Linked DNA regions of Zea mays: region 1 is linked to region 2. Evidence: chromatin contacts called from public Hi-C data. All regions are on one chromosome and are shown on one strand. The core of a region is the stretch at or near the end of the contact, and the rest is flanking DNA. Distances in the headings are between cores, read along the strand shown.

Region 1 (2,700 bases), core at 125-2,624, 180 kb after region 2:
CTTCTTCTGGGAGAGCTTCACCAGCTCCGTGACCACCCCTTGCTCCACCATGAACATCTTCACTTCCTCCACCCGACTGAGGTTCCTCAGCACTGCAAAAGAGGAGCTGACGAGCTTGCTGCTGCTGCCGGCGTGGGCGCAGGCGTGCAGCAGCGTGGTGAGGCCGCCGTGCGCGCAGACGGCCCACACGTTGTCGGAGTTCTCCGTCAGCTCCCTCAGCGCGTGCGCCGCCCTCTGCTTGCCCAGCTCGCTGGCGGTGTCCGCGTTCTCCAGCAGCTGGACGAGCGGGGCGATCACCCCTGCCTTCACCAGCATTCCCCTGTAACGCTCGGAGCTCGCGACGACGGCGACGGCGCCGGCAGCCTCTTCTTGGATGCGCGCGTCGGTGGACTCGAGGAACCCCGTGAGCAGGGCGACGCCGTCGTCGACGTCGAGGGCGACAACCTTCGCACAGAGCTCGTCTTCCACCAACAGCTCCCTGATGGCGGCCAGTGCCTGGCTCCTCTGGACGGTGCCGCCGATCCTGATCCTGGAAAAGAGATCCTTGAGGTAGAAGGCCTTCTCACCCACGCTGGCCTCGGCGCTGGGCCTGACGGCGACAATGGCCTTGGACGGCGACGGCGCCCCGGACGAGACGGCCATCTCCTTGAGCTGCTTCATGTGCGCATCGAGCTTGCAGCTCAGGTTGTCCAGGTCGCTCCTCAGACGAAGCCTTCCACCCTTGTATGACCCGTCGCTGCACTGAGAAGCAACGACCTGGATGCTCCTCACGGTTGCTGAAGCCAGCCGCAGAAGCTCAGCCAACACAGGATGCTCCTTGTCGTCGTCGTCGTCGTGGTCACCGCCGCCGCCGCAGAGTGAATTGAGGCTGCAGCAGAGCAGCTGGAGCTTGTCCTTGATGGACTGCCACTTGGCTGGGAACTGCGAGACAGAGCAGGCCAGCGAAGAGGACGCCATGGACATGAGGAGCTCCAGTGCCTCACCATTGCTGTCTCCTGGCGCTTCTTCAGCTTCTCCCATCTCTGCACTCTGTGGAGGTCACGTCACCACAAGAACACTGTCTACCTACGTAGCATTCATCTTGGGATTGGGAGCTTGAGATGCTATGTATGTGCGCGAATATATGGTGGTGCAAGGAGCCGGGACAAATGTTAGTTTTGTACGGGCATCTACTGGTAGCCAGTGCACGCCACTACGGAGGCAGATGGGTAGGGCTGGTTGGTAGTGCCGGTACCAACCTCTGATCTGTCCTCTAGTTATCCCTGCCATGCTGCCTGCCTCCTGTTGGTTTCTTCCATTGGAATCTTGCTGCTCTCTCTCTCTCTCTCTCTCTCTCTCTCTCTCTCTCTCTCTCTCTCTCTGTGTCAATCTGTGTAGCCTGCCTGCAGCTTCATCTCTAGCTTGGTCACTTGTTCTCTCTGTCATGGTAACTCTTGCACTCTACTTGGCAGTCAGCAGTAGCTAAAGAGTAATCTATTTGGCAAGTACTAATGAATCGTTAGCATATGCACTCTAGCCGCGAATTGATGCAATGAGAGCAATGGGATGGAATGATGGCTTGGATCAGTGGGTTGGGTGAGTTAAATTAAAGGATGCTGAATATATACCCTTCATTTCGTCGCCTCCTTGGTGATATATATAATGGGGTCATGAACTACAGTTGAGTTGGTGATTATGCAGTGCTCTCTCTCTCTCACCATGTATTATCATGCGGCTAGCATCGAGTACCTTTCCGGGAGTAAAATAATAACGGCAAATAAAAAGGGCTTTACATGCAAGCTGTGCTGTTGCCCTGTTGGTCACCTAACCTGCTCCGTGCTAGCAGTAGCACTAGCAGCGTATGATACTTGAAGGTAAAGTCACACCGTACAGCTCTCACACTATTTGCCATTCGAGCCATCATCAATGAGTAGCAGCAGCAAAAACATGTCAGTGACACATTAGTCTGCCATGCTTGCATTCACCAGTTGCGTATAGTCATTATTATTCAGTGACAAATATATGTAAATTTGTCCCAGTAGTTCCAAATAATTACATCATGCCATTATTCAAGTTTATTTATTTAGCATGTTCTTATTGTGCATCTGATCTGGGCCACGGCATGCGGCGAAACAAAGGCACTGCGGGCTGGCTGGCTGGGTCTAGCTAGGGCAATCAGTATTGGCGAGTGCGTGCAAATCTAGTAAGGTACTAGTACTACTACACTAAGGACTCTTGGGCTTTAAGCTTGGAGATGACTCGAGAGATCTCTTTTGTGTGAAAAAGGACGAGCGCCCCTACCTGTTCTTCGCTTCTAATGATTTTTCTTTTCGCCCCACACCGGCCACTCCAGTGATGGATGAAGAGGCAGGAGACATGCATTGATTTGCATAGGCCGGCCGCAGAAGAGTACCCGTCAGCTGCTCCTGCTCCAGGCTTTGCAGTGGATCCAGAGCAGATTATTATCACAACCGGAGCAGTACGACTCACATAAACTAACGGTCGAACGTTTAGACGTAATATATACATACATACACACAGCACGTGACTTGAGAAGTGCCAGCTGCGGCAGACGAAGACGCCGGCCGCCGGCGCGCGTCAGCAGCGAAACGGACCACTCGGCGTCGGCGTTCCGGTGTGGGCACTACTGTGAAGGACCAGCCCATGCGTAGACACTAAAGAACACATGGATGGCTGGCCGTGGTGGCGACCCTCGAGGCA
Region 2 (2,700 bases), core at 124-2,623:
GTTATCTTCGGTTCGGTTACATATTTCTATGTATATATTTAAATTACACTACAGTCTAATGTAAAATAGTGTTTTGAGGGTGGATGCTAGGAATTCGAATCGGGTAGGTACGTACGCTACAATAATATAGTATCTCTCCACGCACTCTGTGTATAGCGTACGGTAACAACCATCGTCGTCCAAACGAAAGTACCCCTTTTTTCGCGAGGCGACGACAGCATCCGTCACACTCACACCACACGTCGAAACGAGCCGCGACGGCCACACGCGAACGCGAACGCGGACACGGATACGGACACGCCTCCCTCCCGGCGCCCCGCGCAGAGGGGAGGCCGAAGCGCGCAGGAAGGCGCGCGCGCGCGGCGCGGTCCGTCCGTCGAGACTCCAGCCCGGGGCCAGCCAGGCGAACCCAACGTCCATCCAGCCTGTCCCGGTCGGTGCGTGGCCGCCTGCCTCTAAGACTGATTCCAGCAATAAATGGTTTTGTACTCTAAATTTAGAGTACGAAACGTTCTCTACATCGTCCAATAAGGAACTCTAAAAGGAACTCTAAAATATAGAGGACGTACGACGAACTCTAAACATAGAAGAGTCCTTGCGTGCACTATCCGCCTGCTCAGCACTGGGGCCCGCTCTTCAATGTGGTCATTCGTCTACCGCTACCTCCGCTGGCCGATTAATTCTATTCTTTTTTTTTGCGTGTAAACTTAATAGTAGCAGCATTTTTGCTAATTGGGATTATTAGATTAGTATTATCAGTTTATGTCCGATACATATATAGATATGTACGTAGAGGATGTTATAAAAAACGATTAGTAATGTCAGTTGCAAAATGTAATTATTATAATTAGTTCCTAATTCATTTTTATAAAATTTCTAGAAATAAATAACTTTATTTTTCCATTACGCACATAAGTTCAAATTGTATTAATATCAAAAAATGAGTATTAAAAATGAATATATGAATTCTATTATCACTGTAGATATAGAGTACCGAATTTAGAGGATGTTGCTGGAGTTGACAAAGATATAGAGGACGAAATTTTTTAGAGAGTTCTGTAAAGGATATAGAATATTCCTTTAGGAGATAGAATTTAGGGAACGTTTCTGAGACAAGCTAACCCCCGTCGTCAGCCAGCGCGAACCAACCGGGGCCGTCGGGGTATCAGTTGGTCCATCCGCAGGGTGGGCAGCCGGGCACCGGCCCGCGCACACGTGACCCCCGCCCGGAAGCCATCGCGTCCCGCGTGGCCACGGCAGCAGGTCTGGGCAGAGGCACCTTCCCTGAAGCCCCAGTCCGGCAGCAGGAGCCACTGAGCCAGCCGTCCCCGTCTCCCGCCTATTTATTCTTCCCTTCCCACCCGCCCCCAAACTCGATCCACCCATCGCTTCTCCCGCTCGTCCTCCTCCTCTCCTCCTGGACAGCAGAGCACAGCACAACACACCGAGAAAGAACAAGCAGCCGCCACCGGAGCTCAGAACCACCATCAGCAGCAGCAGCACACCCGGTCAACCTTCCACACACGCGCGCACACACACATGGCGTCGCAGCAGAGGCAACAGCAGGCGGGAGCGGCGGCGGCGGCGTCCTCCGCCGTGGGCTTCGAGGACTACCTGCCGGTGATGGCGGAGCGGCTGGGCGAGGACGGGCTGATGCGGGAGCTGGCGAGCGGGTTCCGGCTGCTGATGGACCCGGCGCGCGGGCTCATCACCTTCGACAGCCTCCGCCGCAACGCGCCGCTGCTGGGCCTGGGCGGCATGTCGGACGCCGACCTCCGCGGGATGCTCGCCGAGGGCGACTTCGACGGCGACGGCGCGCTCAGCGAGACGGAGTTCTGCGTCCTCATGGTGCGCCTCAGCCCCGAGCTCATGGACGAGCCCAGGCGGTGGCTCGACGACGCCGTCGACCAGGCGGCCCGCTTCCTCTTCACCAGCTGATGATGACGACGACGATGATTGATAACTAATAATTAAGGCTACTAGATGATCGTTGAGATGTTTCTTCTTCTTCTTCTTCCTCCTCCTCTTGCCGCTGTTCATATAGCTGGATGGATCAGGACTTGTGCTGATCGGTCGATGGATTCCATCCATGTGTACTCGTCTGCTGTTCTTTCCTTCCCAATTCCCATGTTCCAATGGAGTCTGGATTCATTAACATGCTTTCTCCTTTCTGACCATCACATCCACACGGATCACATTGCGTGTGTCTACTGCTTCGCTGCTTTTTACACAATCGAGATTAGCATTGGGTACTACAGGGCTACAGAGGAAATTGCCAGGACCACCCCCCAAGTCGTTCTTGAACAGTGGCGGAAGTTTCGGTTGACCTTGTGCCCTGACTGAGTCCCTGACTGACCCTGATGCGCACAACCAACCAAGAGGAAATGGAGGCGACACAGAAGCACTTGTCTGGTCAAAGCCTCAAGCGTGCGTTAGCAGACAGTGGCAGCGGCAGCGAGCGGGACCGCGTCACCGCGCAGCCGCAAGAGTGCTTCTCGCGGGCGAAACCAAGCAGGGGAGACGGACGTGTGAGTGACTCGGTGAGTGCTTCTCGCTTTTCTCAGTGTGTTCACTCGGTCCGCACCGCACCAGCGTCGTCGCTACGAAAAGGAACGGAAGCCGGCCCCTGTTTCGTTTCGTCGCCCTTTTGTTCGCACTGACGAGATGAGTCACGTGTAAGTACAGTCCAGCACGTCGTAG

What was found. Hi-C and Micro-C count contacts between places; a contact is called where the count stands out from the background.
Region 1: a Hi-C map of endosperm shows a contact between it and region 2, with 2.4 times the contacts expected there. The contact joins the promoter of LOC103626329 here to the promoter of LOC100285110 in region 2. A contact is called at or near these places in 2 of 25 Hi-C or Micro-C datasets (bundle sheath and endosperm).

Annotation. Positions count from the first base shown.
Region 1 is chr5:50,375,353-50,378,052 of Zm-B73-REFERENCE-NAM-5.0, forward strand. LOC103626329 reads right to left here and starts at 1,375. Exons shown (of 1, transcript XM_008646725.4): 1 at 1-1,375. The coding sequence starts at 1,020.
Region 2 is chr5:50,199,998-50,202,697 of Zm-B73-REFERENCE-NAM-5.0, forward strand. LOC100285110 (EF-hand Ca2+-binding protein CCD1) reads left to right here and starts at 1,374. Exons shown (of 1, transcript NM_001158005.2): 1 at 1,374-2,155. The coding sequence starts at 1,540. The coding sequence ends at 1,938.